2 separate regions of the Sus scrofa genome follow, and region 1 is linked to region 2. Evidence: chromatin contacts called from public Hi-C data. All regions are on one chromosome and are shown on one strand. Each heading gives the region's core, a stretch centred on a gene start, on an enhancer-like site or on the middle of the called end of the contact. The rest is flanking DNA. Distances are from core to core; before and after follow the strand shown. Region 1 overlaps PLCB1 (1-phosphatidylinositol 4,5-bisphosphate phosphodiesterase beta-1). Region 2 overlaps PLCB1 (1-phosphatidylinositol 4,5-bisphosphate phosphodiesterase beta-1).

The links. A called contact is a pair of places that touch in the nucleus more often than the background predicts.
Region 1: a Hi-C map of liver shows a contact between it and region 2, with 4 times the contacts expected there. The contact joins two enhancer-like sites. A contact is called at or near these places in 2 of 47 Hi-C or Micro-C datasets (embryonic fibroblasts and liver) and 1 of 2 datasets of contacts at active chromatin or transcription factors (skeletal muscle).

What each region holds. Positions count from the first base shown.
Region 1 is chr17:17,510,969-17,517,538 of Sscrofa11.1, reverse strand. It overlaps PLCB1 (1-phosphatidylinositol 4,5-bisphosphate phosphodiesterase beta-1), which reads right to left. Exons shown (of 33, transcript XM_021077401.1): 5 at 2,888-2,967; 6 at 838-891. Among named protein-coding and RNA genes, the nearest start is that of PLCB4, 400 kb to the left of the region's middle. Within about 2 kb of position 2,673, at least 24 of the 83 cell types and tissues checked have an H3K27ac peak or open chromatin away from gene starts, as enhancers often do. A contact at or near this core is called in liver, where this site is marked.
Region 2 is chr17:17,325,208-17,331,190 of Sscrofa11.1, reverse strand. The region is part of intron 3 of PLCB1 (1-phosphatidylinositol 4,5-bisphosphate phosphodiesterase beta-1); the gene reads right to left. Among named protein-coding and RNA genes, the nearest start is that of PLCB1, 320 kb to the right of the region's middle. Within about 2 kb of position 2,235, at least 1 of the 83 cell types and tissues checked has an H3K27ac peak or open chromatin away from gene starts, as enhancers often do. A contact at or near this core is called in liver, where this site is marked.

The DNA.
Region 1 (6,570 bases), core at 1,424-3,923, 190 kb before region 2:
TACTATATATAAAGTAGATAACTAACAAGGACCTACTGTATAGCATGGGAAAATCTATTCAATATTCTATAATAACCTGTGTGGGCAAGCAATCTGAGAAGGAATAGATATGTGTAAACGTACAACCCATTCATTTTGCTGTACCCCTGAAACTAACAACATTGTAAGTCAACTATACTCCAATAAAATTAAAAAACACACACACACACACATACACATTTTATATATATATATATATATATATATAATTTAAGTACTGGACAATGTACTATAATAATTTGGATTTATGAGTTCTATTGAAACATTAGGAAATCTAGTGTCTGGAGCCCACCAGTCCCACAGGGAACATGGTGGAGCTGAGTTGTCCTTTTCTCCTTTTGATGGGATTTCATGCTTCAGTTTTCTTTCCTGCTCCTGGGCTGCTTCATCATGTATGTTCCCTGCCTGGCTTCTGTTGACATTTGAATTTGCAACCCCTGCTTTGAGGCTAATGTCATTGTGGTAGAAAGAGGCACCAAGGTCACTCAGTTTCCATTCCTAGAATAGACCTGGGTCTCAGATGGTCTTTTGGGTTTAGCAGTAAAGTTCCACCCCCTCCAACCCCTTCCTGCTTTGGTGTGTTTTGAAAGTGATGCCACAGGAAAGGGGGGAGGCCCAGGAAATCTCTATGAGAAAACCAGCTACCCTGAGGTGCGTAAGTAGTGTGTGGGTGGGGTTACCATGTATTCCCATGCTCCCACTTGGGCCGGTGGAGAAATAAAACAGAGCCATGGCACAGATTCAAATCTTTGAGGGGGAAAATAAAAGAGAATAATGTGAAATGCTCACGCAGCTTACTTTTTGAGAGGAATGCGTCCTTCTGGAGTGACTTGCAGCTTAAGTTTAGTATAGCTGTTGGAGAAACAGAAACAAGTGTTTAACTTCTAAAAAGCTTTTTATTGAAGAACAAAATGCACAGAAAAGGGCTCGTGCATATGGACTCTTTGCTGAATTTTCACAAATTGCCCAAGTTTCTGCAATCAGCATTCAAATCAAGAAGAAGCCCCTCTCTTGCCCACTTCCAGAACCTGTCCCCAAATGGGAACCATTATCCTGACTTTGAACAGCTCAGATTATTTTTGTACTTTATGTAATTGAATCACATTCTTTTGTGTCTGGCTTCTCCTTCTTTTTTTTTTTTTTTAATCGTCACAACTGTGGCATATGGAAGTTCCTAAACTAGGGGTTGAATTGAAGCTGCAGCTGAGGCCTATGCCACAGCTATGGCAATACCCCAGCCAAGTGACCGACACTGCTGCTTGTGGCAACGCCAGATCCTTAACCCACTGAGCAAGGCCAGGATTGAACTTGCATCCTCATGGAGACTACATCAGGTCCTTAACCCAATGAGCCACAATGGGAACTCTGTGTCTGGCTTCTTTCACTCAATATTGTGTTTTAAAGATCCATCCATATTTTTGCTTTTCATTGTAGATCTTTCCCTCTCATTACTGTATAGTATTCCATTGTGTCAATATACAACTCCATTTTTCTCTTCAGCTGCTTCTGGACATGTGGCTAGAGAGAAGGAGTCGTAGAACTTACAAACTCTGTTGATGGGTGTGCAAACTGGGACTACCAACTGCTCTCACTATGACACAGCAATCCCATACCTAGGTGTAGGTGCAACAGAAATGCCTATAATGTGTTCACTGAAAAGCATGGTCTAGAATGTACATAGAAGCTATTCACAGGGACATAGCTATTGGAAATGGACATTTGCAGTAAATAGGATGAGCCAACTAGATGTTTTGCAAGTTATGCAATGTTTCAGGTAAAACATCTTATTTACCTCTTCTCACCTTTCATTAACATTATGTGGCACAACAGATGTTCTAGAAATGTCTGTTAGAGGAAGAATGGTAAGATCAAAGAAAATGAAAAAAGAGTAATAAAGGAAGGGGAAGAGGGAAAAGGATATAGGAAGGGTCCTTGAGGTGACAAAGTAAAGTGATGAGATGATCACATGAAAGAGTATTTGAGTGAAGACACAGTAAAGGAACTCACTGACGGGTGTGAGGAAATGTGGGCTGGAGTCTTCAGTCTGGAACTATGGGGATGGGATGTCTTACAGAAGAAGAGCGAAGAGAGCAAGTCGTTAAATAAAATAAAGGACCACCTAGTAATGTTTCTGCTTGTGGTTTTGATTTCAAGGCTTCCCAGCCTCCTGGACATCCACAGTTTCCAAAGTGAAAACAACTAGCTTTCCTGGCTGCTCATCTGGCAGAGATCATTATTTTCCTTGGTCAAATAAATTTCAGAAGAGACTGTGTAATTCCAGAGCTATTGAGTAATCCTGTTTTGCTCTCTTTCCTTTTCTTTTTCATTCTGCTCTTTCCTCTACATCCTTTTTCTCTTTTCTTACTAACCCTTGCTGCAGTGGTCTATCATGGCAGGAATCAGGACATCAGCCTATTGATTTAAGTAGCATCTATCACAATTTCTCAGACTCAGAATTGAGTCCCATATGTTGTTCATTCTCTTCCTCAGATTAATAATTGATACAACACAGGCAGATGTAGGACCAAAGATGCTCTGAAATGAATAATTTTTGGTTCTGAGTACAGCTGCCAGGATTTGGAAGTATCTCCTTACTGTGTGTCAAAGGCATTGACATTCAGCGGAGCACAGTGTAACGCGGATATGCCATTCTGAGGACAGAGCCAGCTTTCCTGGAAGTCTTCCAATTCCAAACAGTGGACATATCAGTTCTCTAACAAGTCCCACAGGGAAATTTATGTTTATCAATGTGAGAAGCCAGTGGAGCATAAACAAAAGACTCACAAAGGAGAAAGGAAACTGACTCAGATGAAGTAACACCCTTAGCAATAAAATTAGAGCTACTTACGCTTTTTCCAGAAATGCGTCCCTGGACATGTTCTGGGCCAGCAGGTTTGTTGCCAAACTGAAAACCTCATTTGTCCATTCCTGAAAAATGTAAATCGCACTCGTGCTAGCTTAAATACTGTACAGTCATTAGACACATGTTTTTAGCCAGGCTACTAGGAAGACAAATTAGCTCAATTTGTACACCTAAGTTTTTTATTTTTTCTGTGAAAATGATATAGTTAAATTCAAATCCTGAGTGACTACTCCTTTCCTAAGGAAATGTTCTTTATCCATAAACAAAATTCTATCTACTTTAAAAAATACCTACAGATAAATAACTGGTGTGTTGCCTCTAATATCCAAGCATGTCTAACTATTTTCCTGGAATATAAACAGATAAAGAGTTTAAAATATAGCCAAATATATTTTCATCACACCTGCAAATAGGGTCTTCCTATTTCACCAGTCAAGCCAAAGTAGCTATACCCAGCAATCTGATCTTTAAATGTTAATTGCAGTTCTAGTAGTTCTCTAAACTGGTTGCAGTCACAATGCCATACAATATCCAGTGCAATGTCATATTCTACACCAGCTCGATAAATCCCTTACTACTGTCCTAATCTCAATCCCTACCTCACACCATTCACCACTGATATCTCTTGGCTTCCAGGAAAATGGAAAAGAGTAAATCTACAAAAAAATTTTGAAGTTCCATTCTGGGTGATAATGTTAAATGCACAATTAACATTCTGGGCCAGAGCAAACAAAGCAAAACAAAACAAAAAACTTCTAATAGAAGATGACATAAGGACTAAATAATGTAATCATTTGATGTAGTTGACTTGGCTCTCTCCTCAATGAAATCATGTTTTTTCTTTTTTTTTTTTTTTTTTTTTTTTTTTAGTTTAACAGCTTTTCCACCTTGTTTTGTTATTTCTACTGTAGTTGTGTTGGTCTTTTGTGTTTTGCCTCCTGATTTAAGGCATTGATAATATGCTGTTGTGTAATACAGTAATATTTGAGGTAGAATTTGGGGTATAGAGTGTTGGGAGAGGAAAGAGGGTGCTCTAGGCAGTGCTTTTTTTGGGTTGTTTTTGTTTGTTTTTATGGCCGGCATATTAAATCTGAGCTGAAGATAACAGCAATGTCAGATCCTTTAACCCACTGTGCCCAGTGGGGATTGAACCTGCACCTTCAGTGACCTGAGCCACCTCAGTGGGAGCTCCTGGTTGGTTTTTGTTTTTTACTTTAAAATATTGAGTTTATTTAAAAAATAAGCACAGTAAAAACTGTCACACAAATTAAGTTATCAATGAAAGACACTATTATCAATTCAAGTGTACATATGTAACTCCTCAAATTAAAAACCTTTAATTTTCCTTGAAGCCTTTTTCATTCTGAGGTTATATAAAATTAAGCAGGACAACATAAATATTAAATGAAAATCAATTTTGCACAAATGATTGCGATCAAGCAGTTTAAATTATCCCTTGAAGTACCTGTACTTCAGGAAAGAAAATCTGAGATGACAGCATTGTATATGCTATAAAAAGATTCCCACTATTCCATGGGGTATGTCTTAGTGTCAGGATTCAGTGGGAATGGGGCATGGGCTAAAGGGAATTGGAAGAAAGACGGGAAGTTACCACAAAATAGGAGAGTTGAGGTGAGAGTAAGGAGAGCATTTAATGTCTTGTTCAGTTTTCTGGAGAGAGTTTAGCAAAAAATCTAGTATCACTGAAGGCTTTTCTTTTAGGGTAAGAGGTAAGGAGAGCCAGGGCTAGACGGTATGTTAAGGAGGTTATCTGGCAGCCAAGTGCAGGGTGGAACTGAGGGTGAGAAACAAAACAGTGGGAACTCAGTTAGGAAACTGTCACAGTCCAGTCAAATATTGAAACCTTGGACTCTATAGACTATTGGTGGAGGGCTTGGGGAAGACAGCACTGAAGAGCAGAAAGTGAAGCAAACTTGAGGTACACACAGAAAAGTTTTGCAATAACTTTTTTTTTTTTTTTTTTTTGGTCTTTTTGCCTTTTCTAGGGCCACTCCCATGGCAAATGGAGGTTCCCAGGCTAGGGGTCGAATCGGAGCTGTAGCCACCGGCCTACACCACAGCCACAGCAACGCGGGGTCCGAGCCACGTCTGCAACCTACACCACAGCTCAAGGCAACACTGGATCCTTAACCCACTGAGCAAAGCCAGGGATCGATTCCGCAACCTCATGGTTTCTAGTCGGATTCGTTAACTGCTGCACCACGACGGAACTCCCTGCAATAACTTTTTAACAGCTTTAAAACAAAATTTCTCAAATAGGTTATTTATGGCTAATAACTACTGGCACTGATTTTTAAAATATGTATCTGGTATGGCATTTTCCAGGCTATGGGTCAAACTTCAGACTTTTCCAGCTCCATGGCAACCTTATGCATTGGTGAAAGCATTTATAATTGGGGGCAATGTACCATTTTGTGTTTACCGTGGGCTGATTCTACACCAGAAATAGGTACAGTAAGACATTATGAAGAGCTGGTGAGATTTAACTGCGCCTGACCTTTTAGTTTGAAAGCTAAGACTTCCATTATATCTGGTCCAATAGAAATATAATGTGAGCCGCACATACAATTTAAAATTTCCAGAGAGTTCCCTCATGGCTCAGCATGTTAAGGATCCAGCGATTATGTCGCTGCTGTGCATGGGTTTGATCCCTGGCCTAGGAACTTCCTCATGCCAAGGGCATGCCAAAAAAAAAAAAAAAAAATGCAGTAGCCACTTTATAAAAAGTAGAAATAAGCAGGTGGAAATAATTTAAGAATATACTTTACTTAACCCAATATTTCAAAAATATTATTAATCATATAATCAACATACAAATTACTGAGATATTTTATAGTCTTTTTATGGGCTTAGTCTTTGAAATGAGGTGGGAATTTTGCACTTGCAGTCCATCTTAGTTTGCACTGGCAACCTTTCAAGCGCTCAACAGCTACACGTAGTTGGGAGCTATGGCTGCAGCAGTGGTCAGTGTAGGTCTTCTATATCCTTAGCTCTTTCTGTGAGTTCTCTATAAAGCCAGCTGAAAGACAGCATCAACACCACCTTCATGGCACAGCCACGGTTAGCTCATTCAGAAAGTAAAACATAATTTATTTCATCACATTCTCGGAATGCGAGTATCTAAATTCCCAAGTGTGGAATTCCTAGAATCCACTGACTTCCTACAGTCTTTTGTGATATGCAGAAGATCTGACCTAGATCGAATCAAAGATTCGGGGACTAAAGCAGTGACCAAGGAAACTTTGGAAATAATCTAACTCTTGGTTGGGTACAGGTCTTTGTACCACACTGAGCTAAAACAGCATGTATCTTTTGTTTGTTTGTTTTTGTTTTTTTGTCTTTGTAGGGCTGCACCCAAGGCATTTGGAGGGTCCCAGGCTAGGGGTCAAGTCAGAGCTGTAGCTGCCTGCCTATACCACAACCAATGCAGCAATGCAGGATCCAAGCTGCATTTTCGACCTACACCACAGCTCACAGCAATGCCAGATCCTTAACCCACTGAGCAAAGCCAAGGATCAAACCCATGTCCTCTTTTTTTTAAAAATAATTTTAATTATAGTTGATTTATGTTATGTCAACTTCTGCTATACAGCAAAGTGACCCAATTAGATATTTTATATACATATATATATACATACAGTTTTTTT
Region 2 (5,983 bases), core at 986-3,485:
AACTAAGGTTCTGGTGATATGTAATGAATTGTCTATGACATTTGCTCCAATATCTAGCGGGTCAAGGTTGTGTGTTGAATCACTAGTCTGTCACAGAGATGCAGGATGATATAGTAGCCGAAAGAGTGATTGTTTAGTGTCACCTACATGGCACTTTCATATTATCTTCAATCCTCAGTTTCCTCATCCATAAAATGGTGACAATAATAGAATTCATAATGCATATAAAATATCTGATAGAACACCTGCCATATTGTAAGTGTTCCATAGAAATGAATTGTTTTCATTTTCCTAAATAAATATTTCTAATCTTTTTTATTGCCAGCAATGTTCACCAAACCAAGACTGACCATTTATGTTATTCTTTTCATTGAATTTTCATTGAAGACGATTCCATTCCCCTTCTCACTTTATTGGCATTTGAAACAGCCAATTGATGAGTTAAGAAATGTCGCATTCCCTGGTAGTTGGTATGCTCATGGAGTCAGAAAACATCAGGACAGGAAGGGACCTCCAAGTTCATCCCATCAAATCCCCTTAGCCATGCCTCTCAGCAAATGCAATTTCCTTTCATAACTAGAAGCCACCTGTTGACCTTAAACAACTGAAACTGATTCGAGTGAGACCCATTTCTTCACTTTGTTGCCATCACTACTCTACACAAACAACTAAAATCCAGACAGGACAGGAAAGCACAGTTTGAAAAATTCAAAATGCTCCTCCAAAAAGAAGGAGTCAGTAGAAAGAACACTTCTTTTTCAAAAATGAATTACCCTTGAGATATTATGTGGACATTTTCTCCAGATTTGCTCAGAAATGGTAGACATTGCTATTTCCATCTCAGTAGGAATCCTGATGTGGAAACAGGTTTTTATAAGAAGGGTTTTCACATTTGTCTTCAGGGGTGCCTAACACAGCAATTACTCTGCCAGCTCAGGCTTCTTCCACTGCCTTCTAAATGTAAACATAAACATCCACAGACTTACTTAGAAGTGTTTCAGCCACGTTTCCACACAAAGGCTTTGCTCCTACCAAAAACATAGAATGGCCCGAGTACCTTTGAAAAACTGTAATTATCAACTACTGGTGGTTTAAACAGAAATAGACACAAGACTGATGAATGCTGAAGGTTTCCAGAGCCTACCCAATTAAGGTAAAAATACCTGGCAGGGCCAACAGAAAAACACAAACCCTGTGAGGTTTCTTGCCCCGCTCAAGACATTTTTCATGCTGGTCAAGAAAAGAAATCCCTTTTCAAAGGGATGTGGTCCAAGTTCATAAGCTCCTAGCCCTAAAAGCAGTTTCTTGAAGAAGTTTGCAAAGCTGGTGACACAGAAGCCATTGTGTGTCACCCAAAGGCAAAATCTGGCAGGCAAAATCGTCTCCATGGGAAAATACAGGTGGGATTGTCAAGTTTAGTTGGGACAGCATGTCTCAGGGCTACTGCCAAAGGGCTGATTTGAAAGAAGGCAACATGAACATAAACAAAGGCTGGAGCCATTTTCCTGATGTTCTGTCCAACATACACAGTGTCGGAAATCATAAAGTCCCCAAAGGAAATTAAAGGTCATTTTTGTCACCTTTTCTCTCTGTCCTGCCCCTCCCCTCCTCCAGCCCTTATTGCAGGATTTCCTGCTAAAGTCTAAGTTCACATACTAATTATCCAGTTTTCTTGAAAAATGACTCTAAGACTTTCTCATTAGCTTGTTTCCTTGTCGGACATCTAGAAACTAGAAAAGTCCTGCTATTGGGCAAAATTATATTTCCCTGTAATTTCTACTGAGTGTCTCCTTCTGATCCCCTAGGGTAATTCTCTTTCCTACTGAACCATCTTTCACACTTCTCAAGAAGCTGACCCCATCCCTTAGCACATCTTTTCTACCACAAACAAAATGCTCCCCAGTTTTCTGGACCGTGATTCATGTAACTTGGTTTCCAGACCAGTCATACCCTAGTGATTATGGGTGGTATTCTAGGCATTACTTGTGGAGTATTTGAAATGGTGGGCACTGCTTTATGAACATTTTCTCAATGAATACTCCAAATGTCTTAGGATCCCCACCTCAGAGATGAGGAACCTCAGGTATGTAGCTCTCCCAAATTTCACAGCTAGTAAGTGAAGGATCTCGGAGTAAAAACCGGTCACTAAAACCTAGCACTCAAAACCCTGGGCTTGGAACCATTTACTACACAGCTCTCCTGTTTGTTGACCTGTTCAGGGTAATGCCCAAAAGTGAAAGCATGTCTTCAGCTGCGGTCTGATTGATCCAGAGCACAGTTGGCTTTTGACTTCTTTTAATGATGTCTAGAATGTGACAAATATTTCTAAATGGCCAAATCACAATGTTACCTCACACTGCATTTGGATCAAAGCAAATCATTCAGTGTGTGGACATTCATGCATGCATACTGTAATGTGTGTGCAATTTCAATAAAACCCCAATTTTATGTATCCAGGATTCCAGATCATTGAGAGCCCTTTGAACCTTCATGCTATGATGCAATGAATCAACTATATCTCCAAATTGTGCTTCAAATAACATTTGAAAACTACATCTTCCATGATGGCTTCACAGGATTTCATAATAAAAATAACTGACCAGAAGAAGAGGAAGGATATAACACTGAGATACAATCCATCAAAAATACCCATTCATTGGGTTTGACTATACAATGAGATACTCATTTGCTTGACTAAATAACCTATTCATGTGCAGACCGCTAATTCTCATCTCGTTCTTTCCTAAGTGTTCCCATACTAGGGACTTAAAAATCCCACATCAGGAGTTCCTGTTGTGGTGCAGCAGAAATGAATCTTACTAGGAACCATGAAGTCAATCCCTGGTCTTGTTCAGTGGGTTAATGATCTGGCGTTGCCCTGAGCTGTGGTGTAGGTCGCAGATGCGGCTGGTATCTGGAGTTGCTGTGGCTCTGATGTAGGCCGGCAGCTGTAGCTCTGGTTAGACCCCTAGCCTGGGAATCTCCATATGCTGCGGAAGTGGCCCTAAAAATAAAGGGGAAAAAAATCCCACATCATACACCAGAAATTGACAGAAAATTGTAAATCAACTATACTTTAATAAAAAAAATTTTTAAATCCCACATCAGTCAACAAATGGACTTATCTTTGAAACAGAAACAGACTCATAGACATAGAGAACAGATTTGTGGTTGCCAAGAGGGAGGGTAGTGGGGGAGGTGTGATTGGGAGTTTGGGATTAATGGATTAACAGATGTAGACATATATAAAATGGATAAACAATGACGACCTACTGTATAGCACAGGGAACTGTATTCAATATCCTGTGATAAATCATAAAGGAAAAGAACATGAAAAAGAATATATGTATACTTTACATACATGTAAGGCTATATATACATATACACACACACACACACACCCACACACACACACACACACACACATGACTGAATCACTTTGCCATACAGAAAAACTAACACAACATTGTAAATCAACTATACTGCAATAAAATAAAAACAAATCCCACATCAGTCAAGATTCCAACTTCCACCTCCTCCAAAATTTAATAAAAATAAATATTAAGTGAAAAGTTTTTTTGTTTTTGTTTTTGTCTATTTAGGGCCGTACCTGTGGCATATAGAGGTTCCCAGGATAGGGGTCCAATTGGAGCTACAGCTGCTGGCGACACCACAGTCACAGCAATGCAGGATCATGTCTGTGATCTACACCACAGCTCATGGCAACGCTGGATCGTTAACTCACTGAGCAAGGCCAGGGATTGAACCTGAGTCCTCATGGAAGCTAATCAGAGTCATTAACCACTGAGCCCCAACAGGAACTCCAAAGTGAAGAGATTTTAATCAAGATTTAGAACTCAGAGGTACAAGCAGGTCAAGTGAACCAATAAGGGAAGCCAGTGCATGGAGGATTAGCCACTGTTGGGGGGCTATTGTTACCCCTGGTCCTGAAGAGATGTGGTGAAGCAGAGGTAGGGATGTGATGGGAAAAGACTGACTCTATGTCATGAGAGCTGGAGCTGTAAAAGAGGGGCTGTCTTTTGGGAGCTGCAGTTGAGGAGATATTCAGCCACTGCAACAAATGTGGTGCTGAAGGAGGGAGGATGGAAGATAAACACCTCATGTCTCTCCTCACTTCCCTCCAATAGCCTGACTGTCTCTCATTGGCCAAACTCCAACTGTCACCCAGAGTCATGGTGCTGGGAAAAGGAGCAGATAAGACAACGGTGGAGAATGGACTTTGGGAGAAAGGGAACAGCCAACAGAGAAAAATAAGCATATATCCGTCTCCAGTTTGGCTAATGGTCAATATGCCTTCTTGCCAATTTCTTCCTCACATTGGTAAAAGTGATTTTTAAATTAATATGAGTGGTATACTCATTCATTACCATGTAAAAATCAGGGGTCTCAGCCCAGCAAGATGGTGGAACTTCCACTTCAGCCAATAATGTTCAAGAAAAATACAATGCAAGGCCAGGATCCATAGTCAATTGCCATTTGCATTAAACACCACAACACACATTTATTTATTTATTTATTGCTTTTTAGGGCCACACCCGCAGCATACAGAGATTCCCAGGCGAGGAGTCCAATTGGAGCCACAGTTGCTGACCTATGTATGCCCCAGCCACAGCAATGCCAGATCCTTAACCCACTGAGCAAGGCCAGGGATGGAACCCACGACCTCATGTTTCCTAGTCGAATTCGTTTCCACTGTGCCATGACGGGAACTCCCACAATATACTTTTAAATCAAAATGTCAAATGCAGTTTTTTTTTCTGCTGTCTGGAAAACTGGGTTTTACTGAGTCTCTCTGTGGTAAACTAATATTCAAGTAAACAAAGATGACTCTGTAGCTATTTCATAATTAATAGTATTATCCCAGCATGCTTAGTTTTTATGTTTGGCTGTTTTACTGGTTTTTCTACAGCATGGCAGAAGTAGTTACATGTTCTGGATTTCATCAATAAAACCAAGAAAAACTGAATAGATAGTATTGTAAATCTTGATAACTGATGTCAAGAAAGATAGATCCACCTGAATTAACTGCAAAAGAAGACAACTTTGATTTGGGGCTTTCACTAAACTCTTAATGTAGCTATTCATTGAACTGGGCTTTAATTTAAAAAAAAATCAGGAAAATTCTTAAAAAATAGAGGTACAATTAACTACTTAAAATATAGGCAGATTTTTTAGAAAACTCTCAAAATAAAAATAAAAGATGAATGAATCATTAAATTATATCCTGTATATAGACACATACACACACACACACACAAACTAAATGTTATTTTGTTTCTACAAATATTCTATATTCAGTTATATGCAGTGTGCCTTGTCCTATTTTCATTTATATGAATAGCAAACTAGAACAGGACATATTTCTTGAAGCCAGATTCTTATATTTTTTTCCACATTCATTTATCTTAATACAATGCTTCTTTATATTAATTACATAACAAGTCCAGGTAAGATGCCTTATTGTTGCTGCTCAGTTAACTTTCCTGCATTGATATTTAAACTGGTTTAAGGAAATTTTCTAATACAAAGAGCTTCAGAGTTGAGCAAGCCAAGGGGAATGGTCAGCCTTCCTAAACACAGTTTGAGAAGGCTCCCACCCCTTGACCTTCCCCCTTCCCCACCTCCTCATAGGAATTTTTAACTTCTCCTGGAAGCTTGAATGATTTCAGAGACATTGTTTCTCCTGGTCAATCACTGCTCATGTTTCATATCTGCCTGGTACATTAGTAAGCAAATACAGTTCCCAAAGTTCATGCAAAACCATCTGTATTTAGATAAGTATTAAGTCACCCAGCAAACCTCCAGAATAAAGAGTATTTATTATTTCCTATTGACATGAGTTAGAATTACACTGATCAAATTTCTTACTCTGTGATCAGATTCTCTTGCAACCAGTACACTGCGAGGTATCAAAAACCTTGGCTGGAAAATGCATTCAAATCAATTCTCTCTTACAGCATAT